Linked DNA regions of Mus musculus: regions 1 and 2 are each linked to region 3. Evidence: chromatin contacts called from public ChIA-PET and promoter capture Hi-C data. All regions are on one chromosome and are shown on one strand. Each heading gives the region's core, a stretch centred on a gene start, on an enhancer-like site or on the middle of the called end of the contact. The rest is flanking DNA. Distances are from core to core; before and after follow the strand shown.

What was found. Promoter capture Hi-C pulls out the DNA fragments that hold promoters and counts their contacts. ChIA-PET counts read pairs in DNA pulled down with a chosen protein or histone mark.
Region 1: an H3K27ac ChIA-PET map of liver shows a contact between it and region 3, with 14 times the contacts expected there. The contact joins two enhancer-like sites. A contact is called at or near these places in 8 of 484 Hi-C or Micro-C datasets (liver and nephron progenitors), 10 of 115 datasets of contacts at active chromatin or transcription factors (differentiating embryonic stem cells, embryonic stem cells, fibro-adipogenic progenitors and 3 more) and 1 of 9 other capture datasets (pancreatic islet).
Region 2: a contact with region 3 is called in a promoter capture Hi-C map of liver, with 10 times the contacts expected there. The contact joins the promoter of Slc7a2 here to the enhancer-like site in region 3. A contact is called at or near these places in 6 of 39 promoter capture datasets (cranial neural crest, embryonic stem cells, hippocampal neurons and 2 more), 11 of 484 Hi-C or Micro-C datasets (embryonic stem cells, liver, peritoneal macrophages and 1 more), 16 of 115 datasets of contacts at active chromatin or transcription factors (bone marrow-derived dendritic cells, bone marrow-derived macrophages, embryonic forebrain and 7 more) and 2 of 9 other capture datasets (embryonic stem cells and pancreatic islet).

What each region holds. Positions count from the first base shown.
Region 1 is chr8:40,884,700-40,888,160 of GRCm38.p6, forward strand. All of the region lies in intron 1 of Slc7a2 (solute carrier family 7 (cationic amino acid transporter, y+ system), member 2), which reads left to right. Among named protein-coding and RNA genes, the nearest start is that of Slc7a2, 24 kb to the left of the region's middle. Within about 2 kb of position 1,337, at least 9 of the 459 cell types and tissues checked have an H3K27ac peak or open chromatin away from gene starts, as enhancers often do. A contact at or near this core is called in hepatocytes and liver, where this site is marked.
Region 2 is chr8:40,860,560-40,863,938 of GRCm38.p6, forward strand. Slc7a2 (solute carrier family 7 (cationic amino acid transporter, y+ system), member 2) reads left to right here and starts at 1,808. Exons shown (of 12, transcript NM_007514.3): 1 at 1,808-1,998.
Region 3 is chr8:40,657,582-40,661,315 of GRCm38.p6, forward strand. No RefSeq gene overlaps it. Among named protein-coding and RNA genes, the nearest start is that of Adam24, 16 kb to the right of the region's middle. Within about 2 kb of position 1,715, at least 8 of the 459 cell types and tissues checked have an H3K27ac peak or open chromatin away from gene starts, as enhancers often do. A contact at or near this core is called in hepatocytes and liver, where this site is marked.

The DNA of each region.
Region 1 (3,461 bases), core at 87-2,586, 230 kb after region 3:
CCATATGTATATATTTTAAGAATAATTTATCCCTAGTATGTTGAATTTATTCTATTCTATAATGAGTCTTTTAGCCTTAGAATTTACTATATCTCATAAGCGACTGTTATTTTAATTATTTTTTTCTTTTTTCTGGGTATTATTGTCACGTGCCTGGTTGTTTTGCCTTCATGTATATGGTTATAACATTGACTGATCCTTTTCCACCTACCTCCAAAATTTTCATACTTTTTGATGTGATGAATCAGTAATGATACATACAATTAGAGAATTAAAAATCCAGAGCATAATCACTGTTGTTAATGGGAAATTTTTTTAGTAATATTCAGTAGATTTTTGGTACTTTCAGGTGTCTGTGCCTTAACCAGTCACTTTGGTGTGTTGCGTTTCTTACATGTTTGGTCGTTGCATTAGTGGGTGTCTATTTGCTGTTCCATTTCTCCCCTCCACCTGTGTGAATTTATTTGTGCTGAGTCCCATTTCTTTTAATGTTGAGAGCTGCAGTTTACCATACACTGTCCAGGTGGTAACGACTGGACGCCACCTGGACTCAGGCGATCTCTAGACTCAGATATTATTCTTCTTCTGCTTATGTCCAGAGAATCTTTCTCTGAATGTAATATTCCCCTTAACCCACTCACTGAGTTTTTAATTTCTCTGATTATATTTTTTCAAGAGGCCCGTTTGGATCTTTTTTAATTATTATCATTTAATCTACCTGATTACTTTTCTGCTTTGATTCATATTTTTAAGCAGTAGTTTGAACGTTTGCGTTTTCATGCTCAACTGTGATTTCCCACTATCTGAGGTTTTAGAAGGGCCACATAGTCACTTTTATATGTTGTTGTTTGGTTTTGTGCTTGGAAGATTTTGGTTGTAAGCCCATGACTCACTTAACTGAGTGTGTGGGAATGCTGAAGCCTTAAACTGGGCAGGCTTTCCTCCCAAAAGGATTTGCATTCATGCAGAATACAGACTATGAGTCCTTTTTTATTAGGTACACAAAAGTGCCTCTGACCTTGGCCACTCGGGCCCTGTTCTCATGCTGGGGACCAACATTCCGGTTTCTGCCCTCTGGTCTTGCACTTTGACAGATGCCTGACTCCTTATTAGCTGCACTTCTACCTTTCTGCTTTTGCCTCATTTATATTCATTTTCTCTCTCCCTCTGCCTCCCTCCCTCTTCCTTCCTTTTCTCCTTTTTTCCTCTGTTCCCTCCCCTCCTTGTGGACCTTCCATTCATTGCCTTTTGCTGAACGCCACTAAACTGCTCTTCCATTGGCTCAGAATTCAGCTGATGTTTGTAATCAGTCTCCTGAGGAGCCAGCCCACCCTGGCTCTGGAAACCCTGCTTAGTTGCCAGGCATCAATACTCTGCGTACACATCATGCATGCGCTTGTGATACGGGAAAGGCGGTCTGACACCTGTGTTATTCAACTATGGCAAACGTTTGTAAGATACAGCCTCTGAGCTCTCACGTCTCTTGATACTTGAAATACATGTTGACCATCCCAAATCCCAAACTCTGAAATCCCAAATTCTCTCAATCTGAAATATACTGAGCTCAACTTTTTTAGATCTCAGGTGTTCATGCTGAAGGAGTAAAAGTCGGCAAATATCCCAGCAACCTCAAATTTCTCAGATGTGAGACTCTTCTGGTGTCAAGTGCGTCAGAGACTTTGCTAGTACTAAACTACCTTGTCCAGTGGGGATGCTAATGTCCATTAAATGACGGTGAGGCAGAGGGAAGCAGAGTGTGTCCTATGCTCTCTCTCCAAGTCCCCTGCAATACCTTTGGGCGTTCCTTAGAACTCCCCAGAAAGAGGTCAGCTTGGAAGAATGGCTCTCGAAATATCTCATCAGCTGTCATCTATCTCATCGGCGGCTGTCAATGGAGAGGGGAGAGGGATGGTAGTGGAGGGTTAGTGGGAAATCCTGGGCCTTAATTTTCTCCTTTAAGGGTTATCAGCGCTCTCTCTCTCTCTCTCTCTCTCTCTCTCTCTCTCTCTCTCTCTCTGTTCTATCAGAGATCCTATTTTCTACATAACTACACTCTTTCTAAATAAAAGTAGGAAGTTCATATAAATGGAGTATTGTTGGTGTTCCAAGATCAAAATTTCCAAACATCTATCTTTGGTGTATGTTACAGAAGTAAATAAATAATAGCCCCTTTCTCCCAACCACCCACCAACCATGGAGTGCCTGGTCTGTAGTGGGCACTTAACATATGTGTCTCATGGGATCTTTACAGAAGCCTGATAAGAACAGTGTTGCCTTCATCTGGCCAGTCAGAAAAGCAGATATCAGCATTGAAAATCTATCTCATCTACAACCCCGAGCTGTGTCTACATTGGGCGCTGCTTTTAGGAGCTGTTTTGGTCACTTATTAGACCAAATGAGCGCACACACTAATAGAATTGCCAGCTTTTAAAATGTTTAGTTTCCCATGACTGGCCCCTGGATGACGAGCTTTGTTATTGTTACCTCTGTAAAAGATCAGAACAAAATAAAACAGTCTGTCCCCCCACTGTCCCCTTTTGCCATTCAGAAGTGAAGAAATTACCAAAAAGTATTGATTGGGACAACAGTCAAGGGTAACACAGAGTCAACTCTGTCCCTGTGTGTAGATAAGGATAAATGTGGAATATTGTTCCATGTTTTCTTTATATTGTGTGACTTTAAAATAGCCTTTCAGCATCAGGCTTGCCTTGACTCTATAAGGTGAGGTGTGCCTCTGCTCACGTCTTACATGTGCTAGGATGTTCATCTACATCACTAGAAGAGGGATATTTTTCATTGTGGATATTTTTGGTTTGGAGGAAAACAATTGTAAAAGGCTTCTTTTTTAAAGGGGCAACTGATTTGGTGGGTCTGTTAGCTTAATTGACCATAATAATCAAAGTGACCATTCCCGCATGAAGAAGTGCACTTAAACACCACACTGTCCACATACAATGAAATCCATACAACAAGAACAAGCAAAAATAGTCAATCCCAGAATATACTACAAAGAAGGGCCTGGAAATCTTAGTTGTAGTTACTAGTGTTTGCTGTGTTTGCTTCTTGTCTTTCCATGGGTTGTATGTGCATCCACAGAAGGATGTCCAGACAATGGGACACTGTGGATGACAGCGTGGGACATGTGAAGTAAAAGAGGGGCAGGTCCTGACGGAGGCACTGTGGCAGTCCGGAAGGATGTATTTGCTCAGGTCTTAATTTGACAATCAGCTGTTTACTTTTGAATGATCAAGAGCCCTGTTTGTCTCCTTAGCAGTGGACTGTTGATCATTTTCCACTCATGGTCATGAAGCAACTGATAGGAGGTTCTAGAGCTGCAGATGTTGAAAGATCATTTTTGTTGTTTGCTAACAAAGACATTCCTGTGAGCAGGCAGTTTGGTTGTTTTTTTTGTTTTTTGTTTTTGTTTTTTTTTTTTGGTTTTTTGTTTCTTTGTTTGTTTT
Region 2 (3,379 bases), core at 558-3,057, 200 kb after region 3:
TACAATTTCCTAAACACATGAATCTCAAGAAAAATGAAGACTGAAGTGTGGACACTATGCCCCTCCTTAGAAGTGGGAACAAAACACCCTTGGAAGGAGTTACAGAGACAAAGTTTGGAGCTGAGATGAAAGGATGGACCATGTAGAGACTGCCTTATCCAGGGATCCACCCCATAATCAGCATCCAAACGCTGACACCATTGCATACACTAGCAAGATTTTATCGAAAGGACCCAGATGTAGCTGTCTCTTGTGAGACTATGCCGGGGCCTAGCAAACACAGAAGTGGATGCCCACAGTCAGCTAATGGATGGATCACAGGGCTCCCAATGGAGGAGGTAGAGAAAGTACCCAAGGAGCTAAAGGGATCTGCAACCCTATAGGTGGATCAACATTATGAACTAACCAGTACCCCGGAGCTCTTGACTCTTGCTGCATATGTATCAAAAGATGGCCTAGTCGGCCATCACTGGAAAGAGAGGCCCATTGGACACACAAACTTTATATGCCCCAGAACAGGGGAACGCCAGGGCCAAAAAGGGGGAGTGGGCGGGTAGGGGAGTGGGGGTGGGTGGGTATGGGGGACTTTTGGTATAGCATTGGAAATGTAAATGAGCTAAATACCTAATAAAAAATGGAAAGAAAAAAAAAAGAACCAAAAAAAAAAAGGAGTTAGCATAGAGAAATCATGATAAAATGTAAGAGGTGAATGCTGATGGTCTTAATTGATTACTACATGTATTCTATCAGTTCCCTCACAGTAGCTATGCTCTATAGACCTGGACTCATCCCGGAGAACAATGGACAACTTCACTGGATACGCAACCTCTGAAGATGGCAACAGATATTGTGTACATGTGCCATTTCTGGAGCAAGCCCCTTGTTATTCAGCAAAATTCCTTAGAAAGTCCTACTTTAAAGAAGAACGATCAGAGGATCTCATTAAACCTAGGTACTGCGTCACATGAATGAGCACTTGGCTAGTCTTACTAGTAGGATTGAATAAAAGGCCCTTTTACCACAATATGAAGCCAGAAAAGATAGCCCTTCCTACCAAGCCACAATAACATACAATGATATTCAATTCTGTGCCAGGGCTCCGATTCATTTTTGTGTTAAAATCAAGAGTTTCACATTGTGACTTTAATCTTATCAGAGACTTCTAAAGCAAATAGCACAGAATGAAAAACCTCGATTGTGTAACTTCTGTTTTTGCTGGCTATGAAATACCAAGTATCCGTTTCTTTAAAAACCCACTTCCAAATAACCATGACTATGACCTGCCTATTCACGAGTCTGGAATCTTCAAGTTTTGATTTCATTACAGAACGTGATACTTTTTAACAAAGCTCATCTATCTGGGCTTCTAGTTTATTATGATCATATACTACTATTTTTATGTTCCCAATTCTCAATGAGAGAGGGAGAGAAAGAGGGAGGGAGGGAGAGAGGGAAGAAGAGGAAAAGAATCCTGCTTAGAAGAAACCTCAGAAATGTCCCCCACCCCACCCCCAGATTGGGTTCTGCCAAGGAAAAGGGGCATTTCCCCTCTGCCAAACCCTGCGTCTCCGACCCACGCCCACCCACCCCAGCGGGCAAGCGTGTAATCCACGTGCGCGCGCGCCCTGATCCTGACCCTGACCTTTCAGAAGCTTGGAGTTAGACACCGCCTTCCTGGAGTCTCTGCGCGCCCGCCCGCCGAGCCGTGACAAACGCTCCAGGCGAGGGTCGCGAGCACGAGGGAGGGGCGGGACGGCCCCCGCCCCTCGCTGCCCCGCCCCACTCCGCCCCGCCCCTCCGCCTCTACTCAGAGGGGTGCCCACGTGCCCAGCCCGCCTTCTGCAAGCTCGGCGGCGGGAGCTTCTGTCTGCGCGGACCTGGAAAGGCTGCTGCTGCTGCTCGTCCAACCTTCGCGAGCTTGGAATCCGCAGAGCGCTGCAGCCTCTCGCTCGCCCGTGCCTGTTCCCGTCCCCGTCGCGCGGCCAGGGCACTGCCCCAGTAAGTTGCGGGTAGAGCGCGGGGGCCCCCCGAAGGGAAGCGAGCGGTGGAGCGCGGGCGTTCAGGCCGCGTCCAGCTGCTTGCAGCTGCCCGGAGGCCTCGCTCCAGCGACTGCTGAGCGGAGCGTCGGGGGCACTGGGGACGGGGACTGCCGCTCAGGACCCTGGGTCTCCGGCCTGCACCCGGGGCTACTACCCTCCTCCTCTTGTCGGTCCCCGGTGCCGCTGGCTGACTCTCACTCGAGGCGTGCAGATCCCGCAACGGCCACGCGGGTCGCAGAACTTGGACATAGGGACTGGGACTCCCCGAGTGTTCCTAGTCACTAGAGTTCTGGGAGACCCTGGGTATCTCTCTCTGGAAGGGTAGCCCGCCTCCACACCCTGCAGGAGGAGTGGTCCCCCAAGTCGTCTTTCACTCCCTTGGGGTTCTTGGTTTAAATTTGGAACAAGACTTGGATCGCCACGAAGCCTTTTCCCATCTTGCTGTGGATTGGGTAAGTCAGGTAAAATGACCTCCCCTGGGGGAGTCTCTATGGGTGTTTTAAAGTAAATAAGTGCAGTACTAAGCACTTGAGTTGTTCTGTGTGCCTTTTAATACCGTTTCACGAAGTCTTCAGCCTTGAGTACCTTAAAACCTTCGTTTCAGATAGTGGATTCGACTAGTCTGCACCGCCTTCAGTTGTCCCATATGTGCAGTGTAAGGTAATCCTATAATTATTTCAAAGAAATAGGTGCTATAAAAGTCATAGATGACTCTCAAACTAAAAACTGCCTAGATGCCAGAAGTAGAGTTAATCCAATACAAACTTTAAACTATGAAAAACTGTCTTCAACGCCATTTAGGTAATGACTTCCTTGGGACTACAGTATTAGATCCATGTGGGTCCGTTCTTCGCTAGAATGGAGCAGACTCTACGACTTGGGCTGTGTAGTTAAGTGTGTCTGCCCTGAAACTTCGTTCTTGCCTGAGGCATGCTTTTGAAATGTGTTTTTCTTTTCTGCCTCCATATTAATATTTGTATTCTTGGTAAAGAGCAATACTTTGTTGTCTCTGGCTAGGAGCTGTACTGTTGGAGAACGTTCTATTTTATTTATATATATACTTTTTGTGCGCTTAGATCTTTCTTTTCTTCTAATCACACCAAAATAGAATAAAGAAATGATACATCCTCTCAAAGGAACATTTTCCCGTTCCTTATACTAAAATGTTGCAGCTTGGCAACCATCCAGGAGCGAATCCCGAGGCAACCTTACATGTTTGCTCCTTTGCTCCTCATGGTCTTCCCCCTGTGAGTGTCATTTACATTAAGGCATCTTAATCTTTGGGGCTGTGTCCTGACTGAAGATCAGATTAGAGCTTCTTGGTATCTGCAGAGATTCAG
Region 3 (3,734 bases), core at 465-2,964:
CACATCAGAAATTCTTTTGGTCTGTTTTATTATTTCTTCTAAAAATGGTTTTATTTTAGTTTGGGGATTTTCACTTGTTTATTTTGGGGGGCGTGGAGAAGAGTGTCTTCAGAGCCTAATATCATTTGCTCTACAATGAACTATACTACCAACCCCACAATGTACATACACATATTTAAATTTAGATGATCACATTTATTAGAACACAGATAAGAAAACTCAGAAAACTTGATTAAAATTTCATGCTAAGGAAATTGACAAAAAGATCTTAATAACTACTTGAAGGCTATGGAAAGAATTATTTGAGAATACTAAAGGCTGGCCTGGAGAGATAACTTAGCAGTTAAGAGCACTAGCTGCTCTTCCAAAGGACCTGGTTTCAATTCTCAGCACCCACTTGGGAGTCTGTCCCACAGATGTCCAAGAATCTGACACTCTCTTCTGGCCTTTGTGGGTAGTAGGCACATACATGATGCACAGACATACATGCAGGCAAAACACTCATACATATAAAATAGTACAGTAATAATAATACAAAAAGCATGCTTTTTCATGGCACATCTGAGACATTCCGACCCATGCTATTTCATATGTATGTTGAAGCCTAGACATGCCAGGAGAAGACACACACACACACACACACACACACACATACACACGTATATATATGCATATACATATCTATGAATATATATCTCTTTGGATTAGCAGAAAGTAACTGAAAAATCTCAGATCTTTTTGTTTTTATGTTTAACTGTGTATATATTCACTTAACTACATTATCCATGGAGGACAGAAGATGGTCTTAGATTCCCTGGTGCCAGAGTGATAGGGGGTTGTGAGTTGCTCAACATAGGTGCTAGGAACTAAACTTGGGTCTTCCCCAAGAGCAGCATGTGCTCTTAACCACTGAGTCATCTCTACAGTCTGTGGAGACCCTTTTCTGCGACCTCATCTGATCAGTTTGGTGCGTTCCAGGCATTTGTGAGTCTATTACAAACTTTGAGTCCTATCTGAGCCAGAACACATGACACATGGATGCACCATTATATTATTCTCTCCATCCTCCAAGATTTGAGATGCCCTAACACTTAAGATGCAAAACAAAACAAAAACAATCCTACCACCCACACTGGGAAAATGCTCTAAAACATTCTCATTGATCCCCACCTTTCTCTGTAAACCAACCAGGGTAACTTCCCAAAGCTTTCTTTCGCCTCCTGTATGTTAGTTTATAAAGACAATGTTAGAGCCCTGGATTCACTTTCTCTTCAAGATGCAGCCCAAGGCATAACATGAGTACCAAGAGCCGGGTTCCCTCTCCAGATTGCCTGGGTTCACAGCTTCCTAGTGCTCCTTTTCCTTAACCCAAAGGGTTGCAATGCCAGGCAACACTGCAATGTTTCCCGTGGCGTCTGGGTTAGAAGGGGGCACCCCCTTAGGCTGTGATTAAGAGGTAAGCTTTCTTTTCATGATGAGTTTTCTGGGTAAGCAGAAATACCAAGTGAGGCAAGACACATGGGATGCAAACTGTGCTATGAAGCAGGATGGCACCTGACAAACTGTGTAAGTCAATCCCCTTTCTCTGACGATGGTGACACACTGCAGCCTAAATGTCCTCTCCCTCCACGGAATTCCCCCTACACTGACGTTACTACCGTTGAGGGAGCTGATCACCTTTACTGTGTGTATAACCTTGCCTGTTGACGGTCAGGTGACTCTGTTCCAAGTGAACAGTCACTTTAGAGTTTGTTTTCCTTCATTGATCTCCACAGCCAAGGCCAACTGAAAGTGCGTCAAGTGACAAAGCTTTTCGGGATACCTGTGTCACAAGTTGTTTGACACTTTAAGTCAACAGTGATTATTCAATTCCAATTGAGATGTGTGGAAAGCCAGCATGGCTAACCACCTAGTTTTCTGGGGGAAGATTCTAGTGGAAAGGACATTGCTTTTACAAGATAAAACTTTTATTTTGTGTTATGGAAGATTGTACATCTTGTCGGTAACATTCAATGGTGTGCAGCCTTTTCTTGTCATAATAATTATTTTCTAATTATTAGGAGCTAATAACAATCCTCTGATCTTATCCAATGATAACACGATTATTTTTCTAGGTTCATTGGTGGTTTTTCTCTCTTCACCAGAGAACCCCCAAACTATGGTTCTTTTGCACCTTGAAAACTATTTTAAATTATTGAAGAAACTCCCACTGTGCTATTTTGACTTTTATTATAAGAATAAAAATCTAATCCCTTTAGCGAGTGAAATGTTCTACGGGAGAGGTGGATCCATAAGCGGAGACATCAATCAGCCAGTCCTATGAAGAAGGAATCAAAAAAAAAAAGAACAGAAAGTCATCCCTTGATGTTTGTTGTAGTGGATGGACTTAAAAACCTGTCTCGCCATTCCCTGTTCGAGGAAGCAAAAATCAAGGCGGGAAGGGGAGGGTAACAGGGGTGGATAGTGAGGAGGTTGGGGGGTGAAGGGCTGGAGGGATTTCAGATATAAACTCAAAGAAGAATCCTAACATTAAGGATTCTCACAAGAAAGTCGAAAGAAAATAGAGTTTAATCCCAATGGAAGAATCTGAAGTTTGGTAAGTTTTGTAATGTATCTCAATTTTGCTACTTTTTCCTCTGTCTCTTTCCTGCAGGTTCTCAGAGTCTACCTTGTGAAATGTTTTAGGCTAAGAAGAGTCCAGCAACAGCTAACTGAGAGACCTGAATAAAAGGGTAAATTAAAAAAAAGAAAGAGAAAAAGAAAAAGATGAAAACAAGTCTGCTCTGCAAAGTCCGAACCTCCGCATCCCGCGTGGCTCTTCATCAGCATCGGAGATCAAGAGTGTGTTTGTTTGCTCCACAGAAAGAAGCCAGTATGCCCTGAGGGCACTCCAGGTGGATAGTGGCCAACCTGTGATGAGATAGAGGCTACAAAGAATCAATACCTGGAAATCTGTGTAGTACGTAGAGGACAAAACATTCCTGTGGGTTTAGAGACCTTAAAGACTTTTACAGAGAATGAAGACAAACTTTGAGTTGCAGTAAAACCAGGATGTGAGAAATAATAGTCCCCAAAGTATGAAAAATGAGAAAGAGACATCCCAGGTTCAGTTGGAGCTGGGTAGCAGGGCTCCAATGATAACAGTTACAGCCACGATGTTCAGTGCTTCTTTATAAATAGACACCAGGGACAAAGATATTAGGACTTGGTGGACCCAAGGGACAGAAGAACTCTGGGCTTCGGTTTTTCCAGTTGGACTGTTAAGGTACTAATTAATATCCTAGCTCTCCTAATTTCTGTTCTGGACCACCTACAGCTTTTGATGTCAGTCCTCAAAGCTGAGCAAAGGAGTGAGCACACGACAGAGTCACACTAATGAAAGGAACTACAGCTAACAGGATTGGGTATAAGCTGGGGTGGTCCTCTGGCTGCCGCATGAGACAGAGTCAGGGGAATGGTCTAAAAATATGATGGGCGTAGGGTTAGGGATGCAGCTCACTGGTAGAAGTCTTACCTCACATGCATAAGGTCCTGGATAGAAACGCCACCGCAAACAATAATAAAATAAATAAGATACAGCTAATCTGCAGCCCCCACTCTAACATGTCTGTGTGGAAAGCCCAGGAGACTGTACAGCTAAGTGGCATTCTAGGCCCTTCTGTCCAGAGCCAAACACTAAAGCTGTGTGTGTGTAATAGGGCTTGGAGGTGTCACGTAGAAAAAGGCACTCGTGG